Linked DNA regions of Mus musculus: region 1 is linked to region 2. The links are chromatin contacts, called in public Hi-C maps. All regions are on one chromosome and are shown on one strand. The core of a region is the stretch at or near the end of the contact, and the rest is flanking DNA. Distances in the headings are between cores, read along the strand shown. Region 1 has its middle 25 kb from the start of Tmem230. Region 2 overlaps Rassf2 (Ras association (RalGDS/AF-6) domain family member 2).

Region 1 (4,462 bases), core at 101-2,600, 220 kb after region 2:
TTACTTCTAACACCCTCACATAGACACAAACACATACATACACAGACACAGACACAAACACCTACACATGGTTAAGATGATAAATCTTTAAAAAGAGAGTAAAAAAATTAAATTAATTTGACTTGTGATTTGGAGAGAATTCCCAACAGTTTCTGAAATGGCCCTAAACATGTTCTGGTCATTTTATGTTACTAAGTTATGCAAATGGCATCTCAGCACTGTAAAAGTGAAATGTCAATCACCTCTGAAAAACCCTGGAGCCCCCTCTCTGTCTGCAGTGTTGGACATTCAGCCAACACTTCCTTATACAGACAGAATAGCACTAGTGCCATTAATATGCAATTTTGCTTTTGTGTTTAATAAATGTTAAAAATTATATGTATCAAAAATTTGTAGAAATAAATGTTTTATTACTAGTAGATGTTTGATGGTGTCTAATGTGTGTGTGTTATATAGTATATAAATGGAGGTATGAAGACAAATTGTGGGGGTCAGTTTTGTTCTTCCACCCTGTGTGTTCCAGGGATCAAACTCTGGGTTGTTAGGTGGCAGGGACATCTATTTGCTTAGCCATGGGCTCCATATCCTACCATGCTACAAATTTAAGCTACCTCATATCCCTGATCAAAAACCTGCCAGGAGGGCCTGTTATCTCTCATGTTAGTCCCCATTGAGTAAAACTAACCAACTTCTTTCCACTTTGTAATTATGGCGTTTAGAGCAGTTCTCTCTGACCATGGAGATCCTTCCAGGAAAGCCCACATGATTCACGGTGGCCAAAAAGAACAGACCCTGGGATGCTTCTACATGGGGGCTCTTAGAGAAGAATGGGGCATGAACATGAGCTTGAAGCCTCTTGAGAATTTGGCTCCCACCTCCCTGGGCTGTTTGATGATCTAAGAAAGAAGTCAAGTAGCCTTGTAACTGAAGTTCACTCCCGAGAAACAGGTTTATTCCTCTGGCTATTGTGGCCAGCAGACTCAAACAGACTCACTAGAGACCTGAGGAGCCCTCTCTTGGGTTTCTAGGTCAGCCAGTTTGGGGAGGCCAGGAAAAAGACTGTGAAAGAAAAAAAAACGACCCAGCTCATAATCACTGGTGCTTGCAGCCTGCTGGAGAAGGGAGAGAACACTGGAGACCATGCTGACGCAGAAAGAATGGGATGCAGGCCTGGCCGTACCATTCAAACCCTGGGCAGAGGAGTATTCAACACAGCAGTTCCTGAATATCCCTTCTCCATTTTTGTCAACTTGAGTGGTGTTTTTAAATTTTGCACTCTCATGAGCCCGGAATGATTCACTGGCTCTTTTTGGAAGCAGCTGTATTTTGAGATCATTTTCAGGAGTTCTTTAAATATCCTGAACGCTCTACTTACAAGGGTGACTCAAAAAGAATCTTCTCCCCAGGGAGGGGGAAAAGGGAACTGGCGTTGACCGAGTTGACTGTGCACAAGCTTGCTCTGCAGGATGAAAGGGTTCTAGAGGCAAAGTGCACAGCAGTGTGCTTGTTAACACTACAGACCTGCGACTTGAAGTGCTAATGTCGGACCAGCGTCATGGCTCAGACATGACAGTCTGTGCTAGCTTCCCCTCATCCCACACGGGAGGAGACGAGCAGACTCCCCCAGCTGTCTTTGCCACACACACAGGCCACAGTGTGCAGCTGCACGCACACACGCACACTGTAAATAAAGAGGTAATAAATAAATGGATAAATAAATGTGAGTGATTTAGGAAGTGCAACAGTATGCTTTTAAAGCATAATTTTAAAGTTCTGTAGAATGCTAATATACACATATACACATATACACATATATCTGCATTCCTCTAGCTGTGAAGTTAGGGTTGAGTCTATTTTATGGCAATTGTGCCCTAGGAAAACTGTTTGTTGTTGTTGTTTATTGTTTTATTTGTTTGTTTTTCGAGACAGGGTTTCACTGTGTACTCCTGGCTACCCTGGAACTCACTCTGAAGACCAAGCTGGGCTTTGAACTTATAGAGACCCGCTTGCCTCTGCCTCCAGAGTACACCACCGCTACCCAACTGATTTTTGTTTTTGTTTTTTCAAGACAGAATCCTTTTATATGTAGTCTTGGCTATCTTGAAACTCTGCCTGTTGGCCAGGCTGGAACTTGAAGAGATCACTTGCCTCTGCCTCACCAGTGTGGAAATTGAAGGTGTGTGCTACCAACACCCAACTAACACCCAACTAGTAAAGGCGATTTTAAAAAAGAATTCTTTCCCCACAGCACACGACCTCATGGTATTCTGTGTGGTGGTACTTTAGAACTCCATCGTGATCCCAAGCACACCCCAAACATCTGTTCCCTCAGGGACAGGGGGTGCTCTGAGGCAGAGGCTGTGGGCTTGTTTTATGCTCTAGGGGTTGTGTGATGCAAAGACTGGACAGGCATGAGCTGGCTGAGTGGATGGGCCTACCAGATGCATATTATGTATATTCTCTGATTCATTTGCTTCTCTCAGCAAGCATAGGTAACAGCGGCTGGCTTGGAAATTGGAAGTGATACAAACTAAATAAGTCTGCAGTTCTGTGCATTGCATGCTAGCAAGGGGGACACACAGTAAATGTGTGTGTATATACATATATGTGTCTGTGTGTACATATATACATATATAGTGTAGTATATAGTGTAGTATGTAGTATGACAGCTGGTAGTAAGGATTTAGAAGGAAAACAAATCAGATTCAGGGATCAGGAGCACCAAGGATGAAAGCTGACTGACTACTTCACAAATGGACCACATACACACACACACACACACACACACATACACACACACACACACACACACACATACACACACATACACATATACACACACACGCTAGCCCAGCTAACCGAGGGCAGTGTGATCTCAGGCAGGTTAGTAGGGAATCGTACTTAAGGGGGAAAGGAGGATACCAGTACATTAATTATAGCTAGGATCAGTGCTGTTAATATGTGGCTTGTGTGGTCGCGTAGGAACCTATGCTCAGAAGGTCTTAATGTTCTACCACTATCCAGAATTTTTGTTTATTGGTAGATTTTTATTTATTTAATCTGATCTAGGTGCTAGAGATAAAAACTTCTTACACTTGGGTAGCACACACTTACCTGACAGCCATCACCTTTGTCCTGGACTGCTTCTTGTCCACGTTTCTTTTCTATTGATTTTTATGTAGATGTCTATACAAAATCACCATTCTAACTTCTGTATAAATGGCCATTTTAGAATGATATTGCATTGTCATAGGGCAGCATTTCTTCAAGTCCCTCTGGGATTCTTTCTGATTTATGTCATAGCTTTGATTTTTAGATAGTCTTTAAGATAATTATGTGACCCCCCCCCCACTCCTTACTCTTCCTGTGGGTTTCTAATTAGGATAGAATTGCAATTGTAGATAAATGTATGCTTTAGAAAATTGAGTCTAAGTTAACAAAATAATTTTTATGCATCTCAGTAAGGTTCCATGATTTTCATCAAATGGGTTTAAGTAACTTCCCATTAGTTTAATCTTCAAGTGTTTTGTTTCAGCTTTTTGTGAATGAGACTTTGTTGTCCTGCTTAGAAATAAGTAAGATAAGTATTAGTTACATGTTACCATGATGTAGTGGCACCGCCCTCAATTGTGATATTCTCAGCGAGCATCTGTTTTGCTAAATTCTCTTTATTAGTGTTGATCGATTTCTTCTTCCTTCCTTCTTTCCTTCCTTCTTTCCTTCCTTCTTTCCTTCCTTCCTTCCTTCCTTCCTTCCTTCCTTCCTTCCTTCCTTCTTTCCGTCCTTCCTTTCTTTTTCCCCCTCCTCCTCCTCTTCCTCCTCCTCCTTTCAGATGGGATCTCACTGTGTAGTTCTAGCTGTACTAGAACTCACTCATTAAACCAGGCTGGTCTCAAACTCACTGAAATTTGCCTGCCTCTGCCTCCGGAGTGCTGGGATTAAAGGTGTTGGATCACTATGTTTGGCTCTTGTCTTTTGAGGGTCATAATGGGCTTACTTACAAATTGTGATTGGGTTTTCACATTTTCTTTCCTTAGTACTTCTCATTTCTGTAGCAAGAATGAAACTTGCCGAGTTAGAGGATACAATTTTCATTTCCACTATTTTCGGAACCTCATGACCCACTCTTTCTAGCTGGTAGTGCTGAGGGTGTTCTCTGCCCGCTGGCTTAGGGAGGGGTGATACAGCAGAATGCAGGAAAAGGAAGTCAACTTGCCAAGTCTCTGTCCGATTTGGAACAGCACATGAAGTAGAGACCATATGCCAGCTTCCTTGATTCTGACCCAAGTCCCTGGGCTGGGTTGTTATGGATAAGGAGAAGCCCCTATGAGCTTTCAGAGATTCCATAACTAATCAAAGGGCACAATTTCCAGACTGACATCTGGACCAATGGAATTAAAACAGAATGGCTTCCCACCATAGGTGGCTTGAGAAGTGCCTCTTAAGATGAATGAAATGTCTC
Region 2 (4,612 bases), core at 1,462-3,961:
GGGAAGCAAAAGGTGCTGGGTGCTGGGGGAGGCCAGGGGTGGGACCAGGAATTGACTACACAGATGATGTGCCAAGGCGGGGGTGGGAGGGAGCTCGTGGAACTTGGAAGGCTAAATCTGCTTTATATAGGCACTGAAAGCTCCAACACTTCGTGCAGCCATTCCTCACCCAAAGTTCCATATCTCTCAAGAAACCACTGAAGCCTCCATGACACTTACAACCCTCAAACTGAACTGAAAATGCCTGCCTTCCCAGATGCATCCCCAGGGACCACGTGGCACTGAAGCTGCAAACCCCAGGAAGTGGTGATGTCCCCAAGGTTTGTCCTCCACGAGCCCTCTACCTTGTGGTTATAGAAATGGCCATTGATGGAGAAGCGATGGCGTCTGATCCGTCGCTGGTCACTGGATGTCCTCACGTTGCCACGGCGACGCACCCCAACATCGCTGCGTGTGCGCATCAACTGTGGGGTGTCCTCCTGCACAGGCTTCAGGCCTCTGGAATCTTGGAGGAAAGAGGAACATGGGCTGTTTACCTGAGCCCAGTTATCTTTGAGGCCAACTCTTTGGCACTTACTGTCTCCCCAGTAACATATTTTATAAAAATAATTTTCTGCTGGGGGAGACACAATGTGTGATTTACTGAGAGTAACAGTGCACAGGTTCCAAACACGGGCCTCACAGCTGGCTCCCAAGTTCAGATTCCAGCTCTAACCCCTGGCTTCTCTTGCCTCTGTTTTCTGGAGGGGTTACAAAAGCCTCTGCCTTGTGGGATCAGAGCGAGGCTGTAAGTAAGTTAACGCACATAACAGGGCGGAGAAAAGTGCCTGGCTTAGGCTCAGCATGACCTACGGGGCTTGCAGGACGCTGCAAACAAGCTGCCTCATGACCAACCTTGAGGCCTTACCCTGAGTTGAAACTAGTCATAAAATAAGTACTTTGTGAGTCAACTCCCAAGAGGTGCTCACAGCAAAGTCACAGAGACAGGAAGTCAAGTGGTGGCTGCCACTGGTGAGGGGACTGGGGGACTAGAGCTACTGCAAAAGCTGCCACTTGTCTGGGGAGAGGCCCAGAAGGAGCCGCACCCACTCCGGGTGGTGGCAGCAGGCCTTCTCCTTGGCGTCATTTGGATTTGCATGGATTTGCTTGTTTCATCTCAAAGGACATTTTGCAGGTTGCTTTGAAGGAAGGAAACTGAAGGGAGAGGAGGTGGGAGAATTTAAAGTCTTTCCTTTTAACTTTTTAAAAAGCTATTGATGCGTGTGGATTTTACAGATGTAGACAAGAAGTCACAGGTTCAAACACAGCTGTCACCCCGTGGGCCTCTAGCAGGAGGCTCTTTCTATTGCTCACCTGTTGGGCTGTGTGTCTCGAGGCCTTCAACTGGCATATCCACTTCTGAGATCTGAACAGTGGGCATGGTGAGGGGCTTCAGTGTGGTGCTGAGGGGGTGCAAACAAACAGCAGGCTTGTTTAGACCTTGAGAGGACAGGTCCCAATTTCACGGCCCCCTTCCTGCAATGGGAACTTTTATACATGCCATGTAGGGAAACTCAAGTATTTGACAGGCAAGCAAGAGGCAGGCAAGATGTGCCGAGCATCCAGGAGGCTGGCCCAGATCCCATTCTAAGTGCTGAGGGGGGCAGGAAGCTCAGGAGAAACATGTTCTGTTCCTTCCTCTGCAAGAACCCAGTTCATTAGATCCAGAAGGAAGAACCCAGAGCCAAGTCCATGCACTGAGTCTCAAAGCACATGTGGTGGCCTAGGGCCCATTTTCTAGGGACACGATTCCAAGCTGGGTTTCTTTCTGTTGGAGGAACATCTCAGAAACTGGCCCTGGCTTCTTCGGCTCAGGAGTGATGATGCTCTCAGGGTTGCCATCAGGAGAAGGGACCACAAAAGCTCACCTGAACTACGCGACCTGGGTTTGCTGTGGTAACTGGGAATATTTTCTGAAAGCCCCAAAGAGCCATGGAGTCAGCTCAGAAAAACACATCCAAGATCAACAGGGGATTCAGTCTGAAGGGAGAGTCGAGTTTCTCAGGAAGGACCAGAATGAGAAGAGGGGAGGGGCTCCCTAAGGCATACATTCTTAGAATAATGGCTTTAAGGAAAGAAAAGTAAAATTGACAAACTGGAAGAATTTTCCCTCATAACTGTCTAAGCCTCAGTCTGTGCCCTTCCGAGAAATGCAGGCACTGGGTCCAGGTGGCACCCCATCGCCACTGTCCAACGCGGAAACTGGTCTGAGCATCTCAAACACACTCCTGCGGGCAACATTTAAGTTTGGCTGGCATTTGGGACATGCTTCTGAAAGCCCTTAAAATATTTACAGGCTTCAGGGACCAGGTTGTCACTGGAGAACGCAGAAAAACCTGGAGTGCAGACGGAAGGACCCCTAGGCATCACAGGAAAATGGGATCTTTAAAATCATCTCACTTGGAGAACAGAATGTAACAATCTAGAGGTCAAAGCTGGGCACGGACAGGATCTGGCCCACCGGAACTGTGAATGTGCTGAGAGCAAGCCCAAGAGCCCTGACCAGGCTTCCCCGTGCCCAGTGGGCAGGGCAACAACTTCCCTCCTTAGTCCCAAGGTTGGTTCCAGGATTTGGCTCTTCTGTGGATATTTCTCAACTTAGGACACTGATCCACTTGGCCGTGGAATGTAACAACATTCCAGGCAGCCAGCAGGGAAGGAGGGCTCAGTTCCCCTTTAAACTTGAAAGCACGTCATTGTGGTTTTGGCTGAGTGGCCAGCACACTCCACCCAGGCTCTGGCCCGAATGCCGCCCACCTCAGCAAGTTTCGAGGGGAACAAGGCTAGTTAGTCACTTGATCTCAAGACTGAAGTCCCAGAGAGAACAAGAAGATCGGCCCCGTGCCAGCATCCAGCTTCTCATTCAGTCACAGAAGGTGGGAGAGCAGACATGCTGCTGTTCGCTGACCTTGCAATGAGGTTCAATAGAGGACCTCCTAGACTCCTGCCTCCTGCCATGACCTGTTCCAGGTGTACAGAAGCTCGCTGGCTGACCTCACTCGGCTGGCTCAGACAGAACATTCCTTTCTCTTCTACTAGGTTCCACCAAGAGGGAGAGAGCTTTGATCAGTGAGTTCAAATCCTAGATGTCCCTGGAGCAGGACCATTCAAGTTGGGAGGATGTGTGTGTTGGCACCCTGTCGGAAGCCTCAGGCTTGGCTAGGGCTCCTGGAGGGAGGGCCCTCTGCTGCCCATTACCCTGTACTCCCCATTGCTGACTCAGAACCACCCCTCTTCACTCTGTGCCTGTGGAGTCAGGCAGGTGAGAGGTCCCTTTGTCCCCATCCCAAACCTGTGGCAGATAGCAGTTGGGGTGCTGGGAACTGGACCAGCAGCCCCCAGATACCCTCAAATTCATCTCCCTTCACTCACCCCTGTGCGCCCAGGTTACAGCCGGAGTGCCAGGAGGAGGAGGATGGAGGAGGACGGATGCGTTCGTGGTCATCCTGCATCTGCAGCCGAATGGGCCTGCGCAGCCCCCAGGAGATGTTCAGTAACCCCTCCACAATGAACTCGTCTTCCTCCTGCCATGAAACAACCGAGGGTGCTGAGCCCAGAGTGGATCCATAGGATGCGAGGGAGGGAGGGAGCAGTGAGCAAATCCTAGCTCTGAGGCACGCTCTGCTGGGAAGTTCCAGCTCCTCACAGATGACCTCAAAGGTCAACAGCACAAGGTTCTCAGCAGCATGTGGGAGATCCCCAGCAAGACCCTGTTTCTTTAAAACTGAGACACACGTGGGCAATTCATCAAACCGTTTTTATTGCCTTCATCTTAATGACTTTAAGGAAATCAGAGTACAATAAGAGGTGTGATAGCTCCTATCTATAGTGTCAGGACTCAGGAAGTGGAGGCAGGAGGATTGCCAACAGTTCCAGGCCAGGATGAGCTTCAGAATGAGCACATGACCAAAATCAACAAGGAAGGAAGGAAGGAAGGAAGGAAGGAAGGAAAGGAAAGGAAAGGAAAGGAAAGGAAAGGAAAGGAAAGGAAAGGAAAGGAAAGGAAAGGAAAGGAAAGGAAAGGAAAGGAAAGGAAAGGATAGAGGGAGAGAGGTGAGGGAGGGAGGGAGGAAGGAAAGGAAGGAAAGAAAGGAAGGAGAGAGGAAAACAATTAAGATGGAAGGAAGGAGAGAGAAACAGAGAGAGGGTCAGAACCTCTCTTAAAATAACAGAGACTGGCCTAATTAGAAGCAAGGACAAAACCCTAGAACTGGCTGTTTCCCCTTGCGTTTAGCAATCTGACCTGACTTTGGGTAACAGAGATTCAAAGCTTCCCCCAAGTTTACTTACAGAGCACGTTCCTAGAGCAGAAGTGTTGCCTTAAAAGGTGTCAAGTGTCTGCTAGCTGCAAGCCACAGTCCTCATCTAATTATTTTTTAAAGAAGAACTAACTCCCCCAGTGTTTTTCATAATCTAACACACCACTACACCTCCCAAGAGGCGAATAAATCCTTCAGGAATTCCAAAGTTATACTCAGAGGTTGCTGACTAACAAGAAGTTCAACATAAAACCCTCCCAGATGCAGCCCCTCCAATCCTATTTTGACTGTGAGGTCTCAGAGAGTTGACGACA

The links. Hi-C and Micro-C count contacts between places; a contact is called where the count stands out from the background.
Region 1: a contact with region 2 is called in a Hi-C map of bone marrow-derived macrophages, with 30 read pairs. The contact joins two enhancer-like sites. A contact is called at or near these places in 1 of 15 datasets of contacts at CTCF or cohesin (the NIH/3T3 cell line), 8 of 484 Hi-C or Micro-C datasets (CD8 T cells, the CH12 cell line, Th2 cells and 5 more), 6 of 115 datasets of contacts at active chromatin or transcription factors (bone marrow-derived dendritic cells, bone marrow-derived macrophages, embryonic fibroblasts and 3 more) and 2 of 9 other capture datasets (bone marrow-derived macrophages and embryonic stem cells).

The regions. Positions count from the first base shown.
Region 1 is chr2:132,220,366-132,224,827 of GRCm38.p6, forward strand. No RefSeq gene overlaps it. Among named protein-coding and RNA genes, the nearest start is that of Tmem230, 25 kb to the right of the region's middle. Within about 2 kb of position 1,351, at least 76 of the 459 cell types and tissues checked have an H3K27ac peak or open chromatin away from gene starts, as enhancers often do. A contact at or near this core is called in the CH12 cell line, the NIH/3T3 cell line, bone marrow-derived macrophages and 3 more, where this site is marked.
Region 2 is chr2:132,003,955-132,008,566 of GRCm38.p6, forward strand. Rassf2 (Ras association (RalGDS/AF-6) domain family member 2) reads right to left here. Exons shown (of 11, transcript NM_175445.4): 4 at 3,412-3,563; 5 at 1,354-1,442; 6 at 345-505. Among named protein-coding and RNA genes, the nearest start is that of Rassf2, 24 kb to the right of the region's middle. Within about 2 kb of position 2,712, at least 166 of the 459 cell types and tissues checked have an H3K27ac peak or open chromatin away from gene starts, as enhancers often do. A contact at or near this core is called in the CH12 cell line, the NIH/3T3 cell line, bone marrow-derived macrophages and 3 more, where this site is marked.